Linked DNA regions of Gossypium hirsutum: region 1 is linked to region 2. A link is a contact called in public Hi-C data. All regions are on one chromosome and are shown on one strand. Each heading gives the region's core, a stretch centred on a gene start, on an enhancer-like site or on the middle of the called end of the contact. The rest is flanking DNA. Distances are from core to core; before and after follow the strand shown. Region 1 holds the start of LOC107961968 (probable dolichyl-diphosphooligosaccharide--protein glycosyltransferase subunit 3B). Region 2 holds the start of LOC107961963 (pyruvate, phosphate dikinase regulatory protein 1, chloroplastic).

What was found. Hi-C and Micro-C count contacts between places; a contact is called where the count stands out from the background.
Region 1: a Hi-C map of leaf shows a contact between it and region 2, with 3 times the contacts expected there. The contact joins the promoter of LOC107961968 here to the promoter of LOC107961963 in region 2. A contact is called at or near these places in 17 of 34 Hi-C or Micro-C datasets (anther, callus, hypocotyl and 3 more).

Annotation. Positions count from the first base shown.
Region 1 is chrA06:115,573,193-115,578,028 of Gossypium_hirsutum_v2.1, reverse strand. It overlaps LOC107961968 (probable dolichyl-diphosphooligosaccharide--protein glycosyltransferase subunit 3B), which reads right to left and starts at 2,774. Exons shown (of 1, transcript XM_016898156.2): 1 at 1,396-2,774. The coding sequence starts at 2,709. The coding sequence ends at 1,588. LOC107961967 (probable xyloglucan endotransglucosylase/hydrolase protein 8) reads left to right here and starts at 3,933. Exons shown (of 4, transcript XM_016898155.2): 1 at 3,933-4,224; 2 at 4,326-4,426; 3 at 4,509-4,711; 4 at 4,777-4,836. The coding sequence starts at 4,050. It overlaps TRNAL-UAG (transfer RNA leucine (anticodon UAG)), which reads right to left and starts at 2,964; the gene lies at 2,885-2,964. It overlaps LOC121230704 (a long non-coding RNA gene), which reads left to right. Exons shown (of 2, transcript XR_005928796.1): 2 at 1-129.
Region 2 is chrA06:115,329,846-115,335,010 of Gossypium_hirsutum_v2.1, reverse strand. It overlaps LOC107961963 (pyruvate, phosphate dikinase regulatory protein 1, chloroplastic), which reads left to right and starts at 3,717. Exons shown (of 3, transcript XM_016898153.2): 1 at 3,717-4,478; 2 at 4,654-5,165. The coding sequence starts at 4,053. LOC107961964 (a long non-coding RNA gene) reads right to left here and starts at 84. Exons shown (of 7, transcript XR_005928794.1): 1 at 1-84.

The DNA.
Region 1 (4,836 bases), core at 1,525-4,024, 240 kb before region 2:
ATGGGCCATAGATAGTGCTCAAGCTGGGCTATGTCTATAGGCTATCAATTTGGACTTGTAAAAGGACTTTTATTATTTTTTGTTTTTGTCTTTTATTTATTTTATGGACCGGGCAAATTTGAGTTATTACAATATGCTTAACAAAATCTTTCTTCATAATCACCCTCTTTAACATATGAACCAAAAGACGATCACCCTCTTTAACAGAGAGCAACATTAAGTGATCTCCAGAACAACTCAAAAGATTATTGACCAAGTTATCACCTTTCAAAGCCTTAACACTAAATGAAATGCTGTTGACCGATTTGATCAACAGGCAAAACTTCAAATATAAAATCCACCGCATTTCATGCAAGAAAACAAATCAACAGTTGCATCGACAAAGAAGTAACAAGAAATTTTCCAATGCCCAGCCAATTTGAACAACCCAGGGAACTTCAGGCATACACGAAGTACTAACACCAACAATTAACACAACTTATTCCTTTTAGTTTTACTATATATAAACAACTTCAAGTTTTGTTTATCAAGCTATAGAAATATCAAGATTTCCAAAACTTAGATACAACAGGATGAACCCAAAACAAATAAATATGGGAAAAGAAATATAGTCAGCAAGTTTTACATAAAATTCCCTACTGCTCCTCTTAAACAGTTTGCTGGAACATAAACCGGTTTCTTGGATTATCATATGCTACATGGAGCATAAGCCATAAAAAATAAGGCCTTCAGAGTTAGTCTGCAGTCACTCAGAAAGGATATTTACCACTCTAGAACTAGATGAGACTACTAATCATCAAACACCTTAAGTTTTAACATGCTACTGACGTGACAAGACCATAAATTTTGGTATGTGATGCCCAACTTGGGGAACTTAGACCTAAACAACTCTAACAAGAGTCAGGAAAGGTAAAAATGTGTGGAAAGCTTAAACTTAACTGAGCCATTAAAGCTTGGTCTGAGAGGGATCATGTAACTCAATACTAACAAACTGCTACCAACCCAAAAAGCCTCCAAGATTTAAGCCAGATTCAGCATCATCGTCAAAAGGGCTTAAATATAGTTCTAAAGTAAATGAAGAAGATACCTATATGATTAACCTTTTCAAACCTAAACTATAACTCTCATATTCCACACGACCACTTTGCAGCTTACAATGTGAAATCCTACAAGATTATTGGTGCACAAAAGTAGAACAAGTATAAATAGAGAACTAAGTAAGGGAAGCCAATTTAATCCTTCACAAGATTACACCCTATGCGCATAAGCTTTCATTCATAAACTAAAGAAATTATCAAAGCTAAACATGTAAAACAAAGAATCTCTGAGAAATTTAGAACCATACGCAGCACCAAAAACAGGGCTAACTGGATGCGTAAATGTGGAATACTATAGTTAAGATTAGAAAATCTTTTAGGAAATGGATTTTTCATGGATGTCAACTTATAACAGATTAACGTTCTATAAGCTCAGTATTTTGCCCAAAGTACATTAAAACATCTAAAATTGATATCAAATTCCCAACTGAATCGAAACCATAGTTCGAATTATAGCAGCCTAAAAAAAAAAACAAAAAAGATGATGCCTTCAGTTCCAACTGGAAGGCCAGAATCCATGAATCCCATATCCAGTCTTCCAATTGTCCAAGAAAATCACTTTCTGCACCGCCCAAAAAGAAACGCAAATCGCAAAAACCATGGCCACACGCTTGGCTTTCGCGTTCTTAACATAAACAAGCAAATGGGTAACGAAAGCTAGCAATAATCCCACTATTGTATAAAGAAAACCCACCGCGAATCCTTCCGCCCCAAGCTGCATCCCCGATCCTTGGTAAAAGAAAATCAATTTGTTGGGATCGTTCCTATCCACCAAAAACATCGGCATTTTCCTTATTATATTATGCATTGCACCTGAAACGCTGAAAAAATAAATAAAAACGGCGCCGGAAAGCCAAATCTTGGGATCGTGCAAGAGGGTTTCCCCGGCGAAGATCTTTTTAGCGATGAACGGAGAAGAGATCAACAAAAGGGCAACGATCAGACCCATTTGAGTTTTCGAGAGAATAGGAGGACGATGGATGGGACCCACGGTGAGTTTAGTTCTGGACTCAACGAATTCGGCCATTGACTCAGCCAATCGAGAAAAATCGCCCTGGTCCATCTGTTCCGACTCATCTTTCAACGATTTTGCGGTGGGGCCGACGAGGCGGATGTGGGGAAGGGAGTTGACGCCGAAGAGGTGGAAAGAAGATTGAGATTCCCGGAACTCGATGTCGGCGAAGAAGAGCTTGGTGTTGGAGTTGTTGTGGTTGGTGATGAACGAAGAGGCGACGAGGGCGAACTCTTGGCGGAGCTCGCGGAGGTGGAGTTCGGTTTTATCGTGGAGTTGGGTGGCGTCGAAGAAGATGAGGATAGAGTAAGGGCGAGGGGTTTTGGGGGAGGTTAAGAATTTGGCGATGGTTCGGTCATCTAAGTGGATGACTCCTGATTTGGATTCGGACTGAAGGGCGCGGAGATCGGCCACCAGTTCTAATTCAGATTCAGATTCAGCAGTGGAAATGGCAAGGAATAGAGAAAGGGTGAAAAAGGAGAGTAAGAAGAGATAAGCAGAACTGGAAGGGATCGCCATTTCCTTGCTTAGCTTTCGGATTTGGGGATTGGCGACAAAGAGCTTCGGTCTTAACTTTTCTCCGGTTTTAAGTTTTAACATTCGTCTGGACAAGATGACTTTGACGCGTTGACTGACTTGACCTTGAGTTCCGGCTTAACGACGTCGCATCAGATGAAAGATCATTTGGGTCCATGTTCAGCTTAAAATGGGCTCGTTTGAATGGACTTCGAAAGAATATCATATGAGCCAGCTCTAAGCTCTCAAAAAGAAAAATTGACAGCTGTGGGATTTGAACCCACGCCCTTTCGGACCAAAGCCTAAATCTGGCGCCTTAGACCACTCGGCCAAACTGTCTCTAGTTGCCTCGTATTTAAAAGAAAACATATTTATGTATATGGTTAAAGGGCACCAGTTTGACTGCTAGAAGCCTAGGACCTACAACTAACTAGCAATAAGCTGATGAGCGTTGAAGTAATAGCTGTTTTTCACGTGCATAATCAACTTGCAAAGTCAGTGTTTTTCTTATTCCAAGTCAAGAATTTGGTAAAATTTTTATTTTTAATGGATTAAATAATTTCATTTTTACTTAATAATGATGTTATATATCAGGTATTTCAATTTTTTTTGGAGTATCGCATTAATTTGTTGAAATGTCTTCATACTTGGCATGGACAGTTGCATATGATCTTCTTACTTCATTAAATCCATACTTTTGGCATTCACTTTCAGTCCATCAAAAATGCAGCTTGTTGTGGGACCTTATGACCCCTAAAATTGGTCCCTAATGCCATGTGCTTGAGCACCTCTCCCAATCAACTATATAACAAGGTTTAGATTAGCATGTCTGGTCATGTTTACCAAGAAAGCAAGCTCTGCTTTTTCTGCTTTCTTTTCATTGCTTACTATTAAAAAAGGAACATTTTGTTTTTAATTTGTAATCTAAGTCCTTTTTTTACCTAAAGTTAAAGATTAAAGTGAGATTAATTTGCTTTAATTCAAAGTTTAAGCTGGTTGTTAGTCCCGAGTCCCGACCGCCAAATCCAGTGGTGAAATCCAAGATTTTCTGTGATTATTTTCAAGACAAACACAACAGTTCTTACATGTAAGAAATGGACCCACTCTCCATTTCTTTATACTGCCAATTCCTAATTGGAGGGCAGCCTGGCATTTCATTTATGTTCTCCATGGATCATTTATCGTACTTCATTTCCCTAAAATACCCTTCTTCACTTTGTAATTTGCATGATTTCTTGGATGGGTATATTGGTACATTCATCCATTAATAGACCAAAATAAACCTTGGTTTATTGGTGTGCCGCTTCACACATGTTCACATCAAGTGTCCAAATTCGAATACTCGTATATTTACCATCTCAAGATCCAGCAGAGAAGTGAGATCTCATCCTCTTCTTCCAAAAACAACACTTTGGGTCAACAAAATGGAGAAAGGGGTACTCTTCATTGCACTTCTAATATCTGCGTTTTACTCTTCATCTGAAGCAGCTGATTCACAAACTTCTTTCGAAGATAACTTCAGTATAATGTGGTCTGAAGATCATTTCAAGACCTCTGAAGATGGTCAGACCTGGTACCTCTCCTTGGACAAAGAAACAGGTTTGATACAATTTGATTGCGTTAAACAGTTGTGTTTGGTTCTAAACTTCTAATAACTTGCTTCAAATCCAGGATTTTAATCTGTTTCTATCTACTTCTAGGTTGCGGGTTTCAAACCAAGCAAAGATACAGATTTGGGTGGTTTAGCATGAAACTGAAGTTGGTCGGAGGTGACTCTGCTGGCGTTGTAACAGCTTACTATGTATGTTTTCCTGACAGTTGTTTAAATATTTTGTAACATAAGAGTTGTGTTTTCCATAGCTGAAGTTTAAAGAGTGGTGCAGATGTGTTCTGAGAACGGGGCAGGGCCAGAACGAGATGAACTGGATTTTGAGTTCTTGGGGAATCGAACAGGGCAACCGTATTTAATACAGACAAACGTGTATAAAAATGGTGTTGGAGGCCGTGAAATGAGGCACATGCTTTGGTTCGACCCCACTGAAGAGTTTCATTCATATTCCATTCTATGGAACAACCACCAAATTGTGTAAGTCTCGTATTATATCTTATACTCGTATCCGAATATATGCCTACTGAATTATTGCAAAACAGGTTTTTTGTGGATGAAGTTCCCATAAGAGTATTCAAAAACAATGGTGATGAGAAAAACGA
Region 2 (5,165 bases), core at 2,468-4,967:
ATCGACATAATGGATGGACAACCTTGAAATTACGATTCAAAAAGCATTGTGGAGTCCAGCTATCATTGAAATTACTGGGGCTGAGTAGGTTTATCTTCTGTCTATATGCATTTAATATTTTGTCAGTTTCTACTTTATTCCTTTTCTTTAAGTTTGCTTTTTAGAAACTTAGGATTATTGGTTATATTCTGAGGCGGGCAGGTCTAAGGCCCACTTTTGTAATTACTTTCTTTATTCATTAAATAAAAGCTCAGTCATTTATATTTAAAAAAAATTATTGTGAAATTATTATGTTTAATTTGTTTAGATTTTTATTTAACTACTTTTGTTAATTTATATTTATTTAATGTTAATTATAAATAAATTTTATTTAAAATTAATTTTTCTTTGAATTTATATTATTTCGTGGATAGATTTGAATTTTTGTAGATTCGAATCTGATTGAAAATGCTAAATTTAGATTTTTTTACATATTCAAATGTCCAACATATAATAATATTGAGTAGTAATATTTGAATAATTTATGAACTCAAATTTTTAGATAAATTTGGAGAATCAAATAATTTTAAAAAAAAAGCACGGATATCCGGTTACTGCCAAGGACTTGCATTGTTCATGAAGTACAGGCTAGGCCTGCGAAACTTCATTTCAATCACTTTTATAAGATGCTTCATTACAATCTGATGATTCTAGAGGAAAAAAATTGAAATGATTGTACCTTATTCGTAGAAAATAATTGGACTTCCAAGTATGGATAATACTTGGAGGAGTCTTCAAAGGTTCAAGCTCCTCCGCAATCACCGTCACAGGCCAGTGGAATTTAATTTGAGCGGTGGAAAATTCAATTCACCGAGGCAGTTGAACAATGCAACCCTTGACTCCTTAAAAGACTCAAATCCATCCTCAAACAAGTCCTTTCTCCAACATATTAATTTAAACATTCAAAATTGACTTTTTGCGGCTCATGTTAGGCCTGATATCATGTGTGGAGAGATTTTGTCTTTTTTGATAACGAGGTGATTAAAGTTTTCATTAATGATGGTTAATATTCCCTAATCAATCCACAATGAGATGAGGTGAGAGAACAATAGTCGATATGATTGCGCACACCACCAAATCGTTGCCGCTAGCACCATTATCATGTCATTGCGTTAGAAGGTCTCATTTGAAAATCCTTTCTTCTTTTCTTACAATTAAATGCTAAAAACTAAGTTCTTCCATTACGGGGTTAAAATTTTAGTTTGGTAAATTTTATGGCCTTAAATAATTCTTTTGTTTCAAATCTACCTAAGTCAGTATATCTCTTAAAAGTGAGAATTCTCAAGGGAAATTCTCCAAGGCACCAAAACAAAGCCAGAACAAACTCAAAAGAAAAAAGTACTTGAATCAAACTAAAAATACGAAAACAATGCACGCAAGGTGTTTGAGTAAATGCTCTCAAATATATTCAATAGCAACGAATGGGATGATTACAAATGAAGTACTCTATTTATAGTTGAGCTCTCCCAAATTCAATGGTATAATTTAAACTACACCGATGATAAAGATTAAAGACTATCTACAAGATGAGAGTCCTAAGGGATTTAAACTTTATACAATTTTATCCCTTAGGATTTACAATATTCACCATGGTAACTCTAGTTTTATTGGAGTGTTCCACTAGGCCCCTAAGACTTTAAGTAGATGGACTTCTCCATATGTTTCACGAATTGAGCTAATTCAAGTGGATCAAATGAACCCCATGAGACGTTTTGTGTGCATTTGTCATAAGTTTCGACCCGTGGCTTGTTGACCTGCCATTAATTATAATGGTAGTTTAAATACATTTTGGCACTTGACAAAACTTATTTTCTTGACATTTTATAATTAATTATTAAATTTCTAATATTAATAGCTTAGAATCTATATATTAATAAAATAAGTGTTTTGACACATTTTCTAATGTTTCGATGATTCGTAAGGCCAACATGGGTCTCAGGAGTGATTAATGGGCTAATTAAGTGTGTAGGATGCCAATTCAAGTCCAAGAATACAAGGAATAATCATCGGGCTGCAAGACAAGGGAGCCCAACAGAACAAAGAAGTTGTCAATGCTAAAAAGCATTTCATCTCGTGACGAGGAATTTCCCCTTGTCATGGCGACGCGACGATCATCAGAAGGCATTCACGATAGCGATGTTGTGACGAAGAGTCATTTTACGTCAGGATGACTTGACAAAGGCAGGCCAAAATGAGCTAAATCCTAGGACGAAACTCTTGGGATATTTTCATATTTAGACCCTAGCAATCTAAGATTATATTGTATTAATTAGTATCTAAATGTATCTTGTGTTATGTGGGCACCAAATAGCTTGTAGCCTATATAAGTAACTTTAGGGTAATCGGGATTGGTAGACAGGACGGTGTAGACTTAGACAGATAGTTTTTACTATTCAGTTTTCTTTGTATTTTATTTTGATGTTCGCTTAGTTGGAACTTATCTGTTCCGATGTGAAAACAATTACGAGCGAAGATTGCTCTGGATCTGCGCTTCAATATATTTATCAATAAGCATTCTCTTCACTCTTCTATTTTATTATTTTATTTATATTTCATTAATCTGATCAATTAACATTTGTATGAATATTAGAATAATTTCTTGTGCTTTATTCATATCTTGCATGATTCGATTATTAAATTGATTTATCTGTTAAGTGGTTATTTATCTGAAATTGGTTGTTTATTCAAGAGTACTTAGTATATTAGGGAGAGACGCCCCTGATAGAATATCTAGACAGGTGAGACCGAAAGGGTATCTTGTCGTTTATACCTTGTGCCAAACAATGAGTTTGAGAGGGTATTCGTATGCCTAGGAAGAGACTAAAAGGGTGACTTAGGTAGTAATCCTTAGTGAAGATGAGACCGAAAAAGTATTTTTAACTAAGAGTGATAAATAACTCAATCGATGATAATTAATTATTTAATTAGATAAGCTAGAGGCTCGCATTGCCAACACTAGAAAATGGAAATTCCCTTAGGTTAATTTTAGATTAATTAATTTCATTAGTTTAATTAATCTTTTAATTTGGATTCACACTACTAATTTGTGACTTGATTAGATTAGTAATTATTTTCTATAGTTAATTTAATAATAAGTTTCTCCAATCTGCAATCTCTTGGGTACGATCCTCAGAATACTTATTGGTGTTCTATTGTAACGCTTACTATATTACATTTGACATGTACATTTGCAGATACCGCACTTAAATATTTATATTTTTATTTGCACATTTTTAACTTTAAACGTTCGCACATTTAGATGCGGTCTCCTATCACACTTGCATCCAATTATTATGTAATTAACCTCCACTAAGTGAATAAACTTAACACAAAACTTAAAAAAAAATGAAAAGTAATATTTAATTAATATTTTAAGTGACATCAAAATGTTTACGTATTGTAGTTAGTTATCATGCTAGTCTCACACACTAGAGGCCCCCAGTTCAAACTCGGGCCCAGACATGTTTATTCTCTTTTGTGATTTCTTTTTGGTGGTCTCTCAGTATGGCATGCATAAACCGACATCAACACCTTCTCTCATGAATGTTACCATAAAAAAGGCATTATGTGATTGGATCCACTTCCCCATAGTTTGGAGGCTCTTTTATCCATTTTATTTTGTTTAAACTACATGCAATATTCTCTCAATCCTCCCATTAACTCATTTAAAGCCCTCACTGAAATTTTCATGCACCAAACAATGGGTTCAACTTCCTATTGAATTCGCATTTATATCCAAGAATCCATATCCCTCCCATCATTTCCCAATAAAGTGAGATCCTTGTAATATGATGAAAGATGAGAATCAAATTGATGTTTTTATTTCAAATGGGAATAAATATCTTAGATTTTTAATATCCAATTCAGTCCAACTTAGTTGGTGGGTTCATATTTCATTAACCTATTGTTTGGATTTTGCTACCATTTTTTGGCCCGAGATCCTTCCACCTCATAATTTTCAGACAGGTAAATAAAATTAGATTACAAGAAAAGCAAATGAAGCAAAACTAAGAATGCTCGCTTGTCCTTGCTCCGCCTTCAACCTCCGGGCCACGGCCACCCCGGCCAATCCCGATATTTCCGACCCAGAACCCGAGCCCAAAGTTCGGAAACTAAAAGGTAGCCCACAGTTCAACAGATGGTACCGTGCACGAGCCTTAAGGTCGGGCCACAAGCTTGAACGACCGAGCCACGGGACTGGGGCGCTTGAGGTGAACCCCTCAGCTCAACGAATCAGTGAGACCTTGTCTTTGGAACCCACTTCAACGGCAAATGACAGCGATCGTGAGGTGGAGGTAACAGACTCGGGGAAGCCAATTTATATGGTATCTGATGGAACTGGATGGACGGCGGAGCATTCCGTTAACGCAGCGTTGGGGCAGTTCGAGCATTGTTTGGTGGATCGTGGTTGTCCCGTAAATACCCATCTCTTCTCTGGGGTATGTTTGTTTCATATTTCAGAACTTGTTTCAGTTACTAATTAATCCAAGTTTAGTTGTTATTCAAGTTGATGTATTTGTTGTAGTTAGTGATGAAACTAGAACTTGTAGTGTTTTAAAAACTGGGAAATCATTTAGATTGGTTGAATGACAATGATGATCTGCAATTGTTCAGATTGATGATGTTGAGAGATTGATGGAGATTATAAAGCAGGCAGCCAAGGAAGGTGCATTGCTTGTATATACTTTAGCTGATCCTTCCATGGCAGAGTCCGCCAAGCAAGCTTGCAAATTGTGGGGTATACCATCGACGGATATATTGGGTCCAATTACAGAGGCTATTGCTGCTCATTTAGGTGTCTCACCTTCTGGTCTTCCCCGTGGAGCAGCTGGAAGAAACATCCCTCTCTCAGATGAATACTTTCGGCGGATTGAAGCTGTTGAATTTACAATCAAGCAGGATGATGGGGCTCTACCTCAAAACTTAAGCAAGGCTGACATTGTGCTCACAGGTGTTTCTCGTACTGGGAAGACGCCGTTATCAATTTATCTAGCACAGAAAGGATATAAAGTAGCCAATGTGCCTATTGTGAATGGAGTGGCTTTGCCAAAGGGACTTTTCGAAGTAGACCCTGAGAAGGTTTTTGGTTTGACTATTAATCCCTTGGTCTTGCAAACTATTAGGAA